Linked DNA regions of Sus scrofa: regions 1 and 3 are each linked to region 2. Evidence: chromatin contacts called from public HiChIP or PLAC-seq data. All regions are on one chromosome and are shown on one strand. Each heading gives the region's core, a stretch centred on a gene start, on an enhancer-like site or on the middle of the called end of the contact. The rest is flanking DNA. Distances are from core to core; before and after follow the strand shown.

The links. HiChIP or PLAC-seq counts read pairs in DNA pulled down with a chosen protein or histone mark.
Region 1: an H3K27ac HiChIP or PLAC-seq map of skeletal muscle shows a contact between it and region 2. The contact joins two enhancer-like sites. A contact is called at or near these places in 1 of 5 promoter capture datasets (liver), 3 of 47 Hi-C or Micro-C datasets (embryonic fibroblasts, liver and psoas muscle) and 1 of 2 datasets of contacts at active chromatin or transcription factors (skeletal muscle).
Region 3: a contact with region 2 is called in an H3K27ac HiChIP or PLAC-seq map of skeletal muscle. The contact joins two enhancer-like sites. A contact is called at or near these places in 1 of 5 promoter capture datasets (liver), 6 of 47 Hi-C or Micro-C datasets (blood, embryonic fibroblasts, mesenchymal stem cells and 2 more) and 1 of 2 datasets of contacts at active chromatin or transcription factors (skeletal muscle).

The regions. Positions count from the first base shown.
Region 1 is chr6:46,999,055-47,002,658 of Sscrofa11.1, reverse strand. All of the region lies in intron 2 of SIPA1L3 (signal-induced proliferation-associated 1-like protein 3), which reads right to left. Among named protein-coding and RNA genes, the nearest start is that of SIPA1L3, 53 kb to the right of the region's middle. Within about 2 kb of position 1,373, at least 3 of the 83 cell types and tissues checked have an H3K27ac peak or open chromatin away from gene starts, as enhancers often do. A contact at or near this core is called in skeletal muscle, where this site is marked.
Region 2 is chr6:46,906,095-46,909,660 of Sscrofa11.1, reverse strand. No RefSeq gene overlaps it. Among named protein-coding and RNA genes, the nearest start is that of WDR87, 6.0 kb to the right of the region's middle. Within about 2 kb of position 1,275, at least 70 of the 83 cell types and tissues checked have an H3K27ac peak or open chromatin away from gene starts, as enhancers often do. A contact at or near this core is called in skeletal muscle, where this site is marked.
Region 3 is chr6:46,978,862-46,982,495 of Sscrofa11.1, reverse strand. All of the region lies in intron 1 of SIPA1L3 (signal-induced proliferation-associated 1-like protein 3), which reads right to left. Among named protein-coding and RNA genes, the nearest start is that of SIPA1L3, 33 kb to the right of the region's middle. Within about 2 kb of position 2,250, at least 4 of the 83 cell types and tissues checked have an H3K27ac peak or open chromatin away from gene starts, as enhancers often do. A contact at or near this core is called in skeletal muscle, where this site is marked.

The sequences.
Region 1 (3,604 bases), core at 124-2,623, 93 kb before region 2:
GAGCTCACTGAATTCTTTCAATAGCTCCAAAAGGTAGGTGCTGATAAATACCCAACTCCTCCCCCTGGCCATGCAGGCCCTGCAAGTTCTGCCCCCACTTTCCTTGCCTCGCTTACGATCCTGCAGTTATGCTGGCCGCCTCCCAGCTCCTTCCCAGAGTCAAGCTCCTTCCCACGTCCAGAACTCCACAGATGCTGTTCCCTCCACTGGGAAGGCTCCTCCTGTTCCATTAAGGTCCACACAGCCTCCAGGCCTCTCCTCAAATGGCAGTCCTTATGAGAGACGTCTCCTGACCTCGCCAAACGTATCAGGTGCCCCATGGGTGTGCTCTCAGGGCGCCTCTATCAGGGCACTTCGTCCAGAGGTAATGATATGGCTGCTGCTGTGATTATTTACCAAGGTTCTGTTTCCGCCACTGAACCATGAGATCCAGGAAGGCAGGGACTCCTTCGTATTTCCAGAGTCCCTTTAGAAGACCTGGTACACAGTAGGTGCTTAATAAATACCACACCTGCCTGTTGTGGCCAGGATATTTACTGCTCAATGAATACCCATGAGTGCCCACATTCCGGCTCCCTACGGTTAGCTAGGCAGAGCCACCAGCTATTTCTGGCTGTGAGCAGAGGTGAACCCACTCTGGCCTTGGCATCTAAGCAGTGCTCTGTGTCCCTCTAGTTTCCTTGTCCTGCCATGGTGACCCTGGAGGCTGTGCGTTCCACTTCTGATGCTTCAACACAGGGGAGCGCCCTGTCATTCTGGGTCTCTGAGGTTCAAGGTAAAGCTCCCACCCGACCTGACGTGTGTCATGACTAAGAAATCGACATTGGTTGTGTCCAGCCTCTAGGATCTCAGGGTTGATTTGTTACTGCAGCAGAACCTTGCCTATCACTGGCGTTCACTATGAATGAATGAAGGCAGCTACAGGCAGAGAAAGCTGATTACAGACTGGGAGGTGAGGGGCAAGATGGCAGCCTTCAGCTGTCAGTACTGAACTCAGTGAAGGGATGGGGTAGAAGAGAGGGACACGGTACAACGACCCCCAAGGAACCACCACTTTCAATGCCTGGTGAGGCAGATGAAAGGACCCCAAAGCCCTCAGTCCTTTCTGACAGAGCCTGCCTCAGAGCCCCCATCAAACAGCTCCGTAGGGATCATGGCCACGTCTCAGCCCCTAGGGATGGGAGGTGGCTGCTCAGAAGCCAGCAACACCCTGGAAAACGCTATTAGTTAGAGGAAGCTGAAACAGCAGGGCTGCATGAAGGGCCTGGGCTAATTCGGGCTGACAACCTTCCCTCGGAATCACCCACTGGGGCTCTGCCCTCCCGGCTCCATCCCAGAGAATAAATCACACTGTCAGGTCTAATTTGGGACTCGGTTGATGGGTTGAGCAGAGCATCCATGCGTTCTGGCCACTGAGGTCAAGGGCAGCCCCCACGCTAGAGGCCAGGGCTGAAGCGTCTGTGGAATAGATGGAAAGGGGACCGGGAGACCGAAAGCCATGTGTTTCCAATACACACCAAAGAAACTTCTGTCTTCTATGAAATTTCTGGCCCAGGCCTCAGCTGTATGAGCCCTGTTTCCAAAGCACGGTCCAGCTATATGCAGACACCATGCTAGCTTAGGGCTGGGCGTGAGACAAACACTCACATTTGGTGAATAAATAATCATAACAGCAGCACGAATGCTTATTACCCTACAGGCTGATGACCAAGCTGCCTAACCTCTGACATGCAGGAAAGGCTGATGAATGCAAGCGGCCAGCGTCACCGCCACCACCATCTCATCTATTATGCGACTACTTTGTGCCAGGATCTAAGTACTTAAGATTCGCAATCACCTTTTAATTCTCAAAACAACCTTAGGAGAAAAGAAAAGCTCCCAGAATCGGGCTCTCCACTTGAGCCCCGTCAGTGATCAAGCAGAGACTAGAACCCAGGTCAGCTGGTCTCTGGAGCCTGTGCTCTTGGCCACGGTGTCAGCCCATTTGGATTGATTTCGCCTCCTTCAGAGCTGCCCTGAAGCCCCAAGTTGGTGCTGGGTGTCTTCTCAGAGCTCCCACAGCCCCGTGGCTCTCGGCTTAGGACTCTCATCACTCTGTGTTGTTTGCCTACAGAGCCTTCCCCAGATACGCTCTACACATGAGGGTATCTCTGCTTAGCACCCAAATGGCCATGTTTGCCAGACGCGAACACGGCTGGAAAACCAGTCCAAACCCTGCATTCTGCAGAGGATGGGAGTGGAGGCCAAGCAGGGAGAGCTGTGCGAAAGAGCTTCACTGACGAAGCGGGGGTGGGGGGGGCTGCTCTTTGATGAATCAAGACCCACGGCTGCTTCTGGGAGATCCCCCGACCCCGAGGCTCGCCTGGCCACCTCCTCTGGGCTCCCAACAGCCCCTGTGCCTGCCCTGCAGCACCCTGACACCCTGGGCTGTCACTATCAGCCCGAGGCGGCCCCGCCCACACCACGAGGCGGCCCCGCCCACACCACGACAATGCAGGGATGGGCGTGGAGGAGGTGCATGCTGAATCCACCAGCAGAAGCCCAAGACCGGAAAGCACATTCTGAGGAGGAGCACCCGTTGCAAGTTCATTTCCAAAAGGAGGCCCAGAGGGGACCGGCCGTCTGCAAGACACAAAGGGCTCCCGGGAGGAAGGTGGGTGGCTGGTGCCGCTCACCAGGACCGGGCCAGAACCAGTGAGAGTTACACAGAGCAGATAGGATTCGCCAGAAAGCTTTATAATGGTCAAAACTTCCCCAGAGCAAAATACGCTGTCCCGCTCCTCCCTTTCTAGAAGAATTTAAACTGAGGTCAGCTGCTTAGCAGTCTGGGACCCCAGAACCTCTTTTGAGGCAACAAGGTAGCGGCCAAGAGGGAGGATCTGGAGACACTGCGAAGGTTCTCGCCCTGGCTCCTCCACGTGGTAAAGGGCTTCACCACTCTGCGCCTCAGTTTCCAAGTCATTACTGTGGGGAGATCACAGCAGAGCCATCACAGGGTGGGTGGAAGGACCAGATGAGATCATGCAGGCAGAGTGCTTACAGCAGGGCTGCTGGCACGGAGTCAGCACTGCTTAATGTTAATTATTTTTGTTTTTCTTCCCCTGGAGAGCCAGACGCTGTTGGCTGGCTACCCAACTGACACTCTCAATCCCCCTTCTCTCGGGCTTCCTCTTTAGGAGAGGCTGAAAAGCTAAATGAAATCTCTCACCTTCCTTACAGCTGTGCCCCATTTCTGGCCAATGAGATATAAGTGGAATCTTCTTGGGGCGGGGAGGATTCTGGGAGTGCTAAGGTGGTTCAGAACCGAAAAGAACATGCTGCTGGAATGGACCCTCCCCCCTCTGTGTTCTGGCTGGAGCTGCAGCAGCAACCTTGCCACCACGAGGGAAAGGCCAAGGGAATCAAGAAGGCTCCAGCCCAGACAGATGTCACTCAGCCTCTGGACTAACCCTGGCAGCCAGGTACCTCAGGGTTCTTTGTTACAGGACAGAAATCAATCCTGATTTGTTTAAGCTGCTGTGAAGCTGGGCTTTCTGTTCCTGCAGGCAAAAGCAGTCCTGGCTGATACGCCCACGGTCCACAAGTGGCTCAGGGCACACGGCCA
Region 2 (3,566 bases), core at 26-2,525:
TTTTATAGACAGGAAAACCAAGGCACGGTGTGGTAAGTCTGTCCACGCAAGGTCACACAGCTGGTAAACAGTAAAGCCTAAATTTGAACCTGGCTCTGACTCCCAAACCAAAGCACTTAACAAATAATTTCAGTTAACAGCAGTCACCCTGCATTGAATGCTAACTATGGACTCACCCTCAATTTACAACATGCGGTCAATAATACCTTCACCCCATTTCTCGGAACTAACAATCACGCAAACACGTAATTAAGTGCCTTATATGTGCCAAATGCTTTATTCACCAGATCTCAACATGCCAAAAGACTTTCCAGCAAAAGACAGACACTCTTCTTCCCCGGTTTGACGGAAAGGGGAAACTGAGGTTCGGCGCGGTTTTCCCAGATCGCAGCTCCCCAGGGTCAGAGCCAGAACGCGAACCTACCGCTACCCGACTCCCAATCCATGCTCTTCCGCAACAGCGCGGGATAGCTCGTCGGGAAAGTTGAACCATGCGGGCACGAGTCCGGCCAGGTCCGGAGGACGAGAGTCCCGCCACCGCCGCCCCCAACAACCGGTGCCCACACCCGGCCGTCAGCCCAGTCGCCCGCCGGTGCTGACCCTCGGGGTCCAAGTGGACACCGATTCCGCCCCCACCCCCGCGCGAGACCGCCCCTGCACCCGAGCCACATACCTGGGCGTCCAGGCTGCCCGCCCCGCGGGCCCCACGACCGAGGCGTCCAGAACCGCGCGGCTCGCTAAAGACGCCGCCAGCTCCGGTGGCCCGAGTGACTTCCAGGCTGCCCACTTCCAAGCCGCTTCGCGCGAGGCCTCCTGGGAACTGTAGTTTCGCCCCAGGCGGCGGCAAGCTGAGAAAAGCCTGACGCGCAAGTGCTGCCGGGAGCTGGAGGCGCGGCGCCGCGCCGCCTCCCGGGAAAGGTAGTCCACCTGTCGCCGCCGAGCCTCTCGAGTCTCTAGAGTACTTCCGCAGCCCCGAGGGGCGTGAGGGATGGAGGCGTGTCTTCTGCAGACTCCAACCCGCTGGCCGTGCTACTCGCTTTTCGAGAGCGGTTTTTCCCTTTTTCCCAGCCCTGTCCGCCTTCTCCCTTCCTTCGCTGGACCCTCTTCCTCCCTCCCCGCAAGGCGCGAGGTACTTACCCCGAGGGCGTGAGCCTCGGGAGAGGCGGGGGCAGAAGAGCAATGCGCTAGACCCCCAACCGAGGGGAGCGGTAGAGAAGGGCGTCTGAGCGCGCTCGCGCACGCGCGCTCGCCGACCAACTCCGGCCTAAATTGCCGCGGGCCCCCGCGGGGAGGACTTTTTTTTCTTTTCGAACGCGCGCGCGCGCGCGCGTGCGGGGTCTCGCGCTGGTTTTTTTAATGCCTGGCGCGCGCCAGTGCGCACGCGCGCTCACTCCCCTCGCCTCGGTCAGTCGGCCGGACACGGGGTTGGAGAGCTAACCGTTGTGTTGGCCGAGGCCTCCCGCAGCATCCCCAAGGTCTCTCCTCAGGCGCTCCTAGTCTAGGTCTGGTCCTTCACATAGGAGCTTCTGAGTGCCGCCACACGCGCCTCACGGGTCCCCTGTTGAGAGAGTCCAGTCTTCGCAGGTAACAGGCGCGGCCTCAGACTTGAAAAGGCGGACACGCCCTCCTGCCCTCCCACGCGGAGGGCCAGGACGCCCGAACGTGTTGGGATTCGGGTTTGATCGCCTCTCCCCGGACTAGGTGGCTCCAGATCTCTGCCTTTGACGGGAGTCTCAAGACCACCACCCAGGAGATGCCCTGGAGGCCCTGTTATCTATCATTCGTTCGTTTAAAAGTACTTTCCGAGCCTAACCAATGTTAGTTGAGTACCTATGGCCTGAGAAATTTTGTTCAAATTTTGTCTATCTGCTGCTGTAATCAAGGATCTGACCCTTTTTTCAAAAAAGGGATGTTGCCATTCCTACTCCGTTAGGGACTGGCTAGAGTCAGCACAAGGTTCTCTGGTTAAGAAAACCCAGTCAATAACCTTCCCACCTCATCCTGCCTTACAAGGAGATGCTCAGTAAAACTGACCGAGGAAGTACATATTTCTTCTTCCTGAGAGAGGGCAGAGGGTCATTCATTTGCTCACTCATTCAACAAAAGTGTATTAAGTATCTAGCTTGGGTGTTTATTGAGAACAGGGGAGAAATCAAGACAGAATGCTTTCCTACCCTTAAGGAGCTGAGTGCAGACCACCACAGGTCTGTGACAATCTAAAACAGTATTAACAGAAGTATAATGCAAGCCAATTATGCAGTTTCAAATTTTACATTAAAAAAAGGTGAAATTAATTTTATTTAAGCCAGTATATCTAAAATAAGGTGTTTATTGAAAAAAGATTCAATTTTAAAATTTAAGCTAATTAAATAAAACGCTGAGGCGTTAGCAAAGATATTCATTTGCAGCATGGGTTGTAGCAAAAGGTTGGAAACGGAGTTCCTGTCATGGCGCAGTGGTTAACGAATCTGACTAGGAACCATGAGGTTGCGGGTTCGATCCCTGGCCTTGCTTAGTGGGTTAAAGATCCGGCATTGCCGTGACCTGTGGTGTAGGTTGCAGATGTGGCTCAGATCCCACGTTGCTGTGGCTCTGGCGTAGGCCAGCAGCTACAGCTCCGATTCGACCCCTAGCCTGGGAACCTCCATATGCCGCGGGAGTGGCCCAAGAAATGGCCAAAAAAAAAAAAAAAGGTTGGAAACTGCCCAATGTCCATTAATAGAAATTTAGATAAATAAATGATAGTTCAGCCACACAGTGGAATACCATGCAGCTGACAACTGCTGAAAAATGAGACAGAGCTGTATGTTTTAATGAGTTTATTATTAAGATTATTGAGAAAAAGGTGCAAACAGTATATATAGCATACTACCATTTGCAGAAGAAAAATATTTTTACATACATGCTTGTGTGTGTATAGAACACCTGTAGAAAGACATAATCAGGGTTACCTTTCTGAAGGGGAAATAGGACGGGTGACTTTTTTCTTTTCTTTTTTTTTTTTTGGTCTTTTTGCCATTTTCTTGGGCTGCTCCCGAGGCATATGGAGGTTCCCAGGCTAAGGGTCGAATCGGAGCTGTAGCCACTGGCCTGCGCCGCAGCCACAGCAACGTGGGATCCGAGCGGTGTCTGCAACCTACACCACAGCTCATGGCCACGCCAGATCCTTAACCCACTTAGCAAGGCCAGGGATCGAACCTGCAACCTCATGGTTCCTAGTCTGATTTGTTAACCACTGATCCACGACGGGAACTCCCAGGTGACTTTCTTTTCAGTAGATGCTCCTTAGTATATTTTGAATACTTTTGCCATGTAATACTTTTACATTTTAAAAAGTTGATAAATGGAGGATGGCAGCTAAGTCACAGAATCATTGTATAAAAATTAAATGAAACAATATATGTAAAATTCCTAGGCTACCACTTTACACCCTTAATCAGTTCTGGATGCTATCACTACTCCCATGCTGGATAACTCTTCACCCAGTAGAAACTAGCCCACCCTGGTAGTGTATGTTTGTCAGCCTAAAAAAATTGTTTCTTTCCATAAAGAAAATTAAGGGCATT
Region 3 (3,634 bases), core at 1,001-3,500, 72 kb before region 2:
CAGGCCACACTCGGGCCCAAGTCCGCTAAGTGCACAGGAGACCCAGCCTTAGCTCAAGTGCTTCCCTCAACCTGGAATGCCCTTGCCCTTGACGGAGGAGTGTGCATTTGGGTGTTGGCTGGAGCGGCCTCTGTAAGAAGGGAAAGTGGGAGACAGTCTGAGTCTCCAGCAGCAGGGACAGGCCAACAAATTGTGATGCAGACACACAATGGAATCCCTTCTGTCTCTCCTTCCCTCATCCCCTGTGGCAAGTCTATTAGCGAGTGCAGCTGCCGGGGCCTGCAAAATATAAGCTACACCCGTCTCCTTTCCCTCCTTCCCAGGCCAAGCCGTCAGCACCACCGTTCAGCTGGACCACCCGTCACATCCCCTGTTGGTCTCCCTGAGTCCATTCTTGTCTTCCTAGATTCTACTCTCTACACATAGCCAAAGGGATCGAATCACACAGGGATGATCCCATCAGGTGACTTCCTGCTTGAAATTCTTCAACACCTCCAGGTCATCTCCTTCCACTTTACTCCTCACTCAAATGCTCCGACCACAGGGACCTTTTTTTCCCTGTCAAGCCTATTGCTACCCCCGGGCCTCTGCATATTTGGCCTTGCTATCCTCCAGACCTGCCGGCTAGGGCTCCCTGAGACTTACGCAGTAGTGAGTAGGCCTGAAACCTAACTACCGGCAATGGCATGGACACCGCACACATGCAGTGCTGAACAGAAAGGCCAGACACAAAGGAGCATCTACCAAAAGAACGACTGCATTTACATAAAGTTCAAAGTCAGAGGTGAGACATCGAGAGCATGGTTTTACTTGGAAGGGAAAGTGACTAGGAGAGGGTAGGAAAGGGACTTCTGGGGCTTAGAAATATTTTTTTAGAGCTGGTTACATGAATGTGTGTTGTTTGCTAAAGTTCTTCTAGCGACACATTTAATAAGCGCCCCTGTCTTTTTCTGGATGTATATGATAGTTTAATAAAAAGTTTAAAGAATTAGGAGTTCCTGTTGTGGCTCAGTGGGTTAAGTACCCAACACAGTATCTATGAGGGGTGAGTGTGATCTCTGGCCTCAATCGCTGGGCTAAGGATCTGGCATTGCTGCAGGATTCAAACTCTAGCCTGGGAACTTCCATATGCTGCAGGTGCAGCAGTAAAAAGAAGGAAAAAAAAGGAAAAAAATTTTAAAGAATTAAAACATTTTGGCTGCCCGTAATCTTTCCTACGACTTGGGAATTTCCCATTTATGATCCTTTGTGGGAGGCCAGGCCAACCTTTTGTGGTAAAATATTACAAAGGCTGGGAACTGGCTCTCATAGCCTCCCTTGAAGCTAGGCCACAGGCGCGGGATCTGGGCGCTGGTCAGCAGATGCACCCTTCCTCCAGGGCTTAAATCTGCCTGCAGAACCAGAGCTTACTCACCTTGGCGTCTGGAACTCAGAGCTGCGGCCTGGTACGTGGGAGGGTCTCACTGAGGCTTGATGAACAAAACCAACCCCCCTCTGTGTTTTCTCCCCTGGCACCATAAAGACAGGGTCAGATCATTCTGCACTCGACAGCCCATTCATTCTTTCAAGAAATGTTTACTGAGTGTCTATCTGGTGCCAGGTCCTCTTCTAGGCAACAGGGATTCAGGTGAACAGGACACTGGAGCTGATGATTCTAGAGGGGAAGCAGAACAGTAAACAAAATCCTAAAAGATATAACATATGAGATAAGCATTACAGAGAAAAACAGAGAAGGGAGATGGGGACCTCCCTGAGAAGACAAGGTACGAGCAAAGGCTTAAAGGACTTTTAAGGGAGGTGAGAGAGTGAACCGCGTGGGTATGAGAGGAGAGTCTTCCTTGCAGCAGGAAGAGCCAGTGCAAGGGTCCTGAGGCAGGCACATACCTCGGTGTCTATGGAGCACTGAGGCGGCCCCAGGTGAGGAGCAGGGCAAGTGAGGAGAGGAAGAGGAGGAGATGAAGTCGCAGGTGAAGGGGGCAGACTGTGTGGGGCCTGGCTGGGGATGGTGAGGACTTTGGCTTTAATCTGGGTAACAGGGAGCCATGGGAGGTTCTTAAGCAGAGGAGGGACAGACCTGATTGGGTGATAACGGGGTTCCTCTGGCTGCTATCGAGCACTCTCCCCTGTCCAAGATGGAAACCAATTTTGAAGAGAAATAGAGTTTGGTCATTTGCATGGTAAATGCCTGTGAGAAATAAAGCAGAAGGCTTTCCGCCCACGTCCTCCAACCCACTGAGGCCTCATGCTGGCCAGCGGGCTTTGCGACATGATGAACAGTCCACAGTACATGGAGGGAAAGCTGATCCTCCTCCACTGGCCACTGGAAGAATCCCAACAGCAGATGGGGAAGCAGTAAGGCCACGTGGCCGGGAGAATGCCTTCTTGGTGCTCATCTCGAGCCAGAATCAAATCCCAGTTCTGCTCCTTAGCAGCTGTGTGACCCACAACCTTTCTGAATCCAAGATTCCTTATCAGTCAGGGGCGGGGGTTAATTTCTACCCTTGACCAGGCCTGTAGGGAGGGTTAAATGAGGTAAGGGGATCAAGTGACTGGCAAAATGCCTGGCACAATGCAAGCCCTAAAAGATGTCAGCAAAAAAAAATTTTTTTTTTTTTTTTGCCTTTTGTTGGGCTGCTTCCGCAGCATATGGAAGTTCCCAGGCTAGGGATCTAATCGGACGGAGCTTTTGCTGCCGGCCTACGCCAGAGCCACAGCAACGCACGATCTGAGCCGTGTCTGCAACCTACACCACAGCTCACAGCAACGCTGGATCCTTAACCCACTGTGCAAGGCCAGGGATCGAACCCGCAACCTCATGGTTCCTAGTCAAATTCATTAACCACTGCGCCACAACAGGAACTCCAGCAAAATTATTATAATGGAAACACCAAAGAAATAATAAGCAACATTCTCCCAAAGGCAAACAACGACCCTTGGCGGACACCCGGAGGCGCAGGGAGAGTGGCGTCCGAGCTCCGAGCCCCCCTCCCCCCTCCTCACCCGATGCATCTTCCCCTGGCTGTTGCCAGCAAAGGTCCTCGGTACCAAACCGGCAACAAGTAAGTACATGTTTTCAGCGGAGGCGCTGTACCCGAGGGAGGGGCTTGTGGGAACTCGCGATGGACAGCTGGGGGGCCAGAAGCACAGGTGGGGAGGGTGGGGGGGCCACCTTGTAGGACTCAGCCCTGGAGGATTCGATGCTCTCCACATAGGGTCAGAATCAAGTTATTCGCTTAATGTGAAAACCCCACACATTTGGTGTCAGAAGTGAAGAGTGTTGCAGGAGAGTGTGAGTAAAACAGACGCGCAGGAAAAGTGCGTTTCTCCTACATACGTACACACAGCAAGCTGGCGTGTAACCCGGTCCCACCAAAAATGGCTGATGGGTAAACAGCTGGCTCTTATGACCTGCTACCTGAGTGGCCTTGGTCAAATGTCTTGAGCTCTCCCGGTGACTGTGTCGTCACCAAGGCAGGGAGACAGGACAGCAAGGACGTGGGCTGAGTGATCTGGGCGAGGTCCCTGCACGCCGTTTTCCTCAACGCTGGCCTCAGGGGGCTCTTGTAAGGATTCAGTGAGATGACACAGGTCAGGAACTCAGGACAGAGGCTGATGTGCAAGGCTCAATAACTGG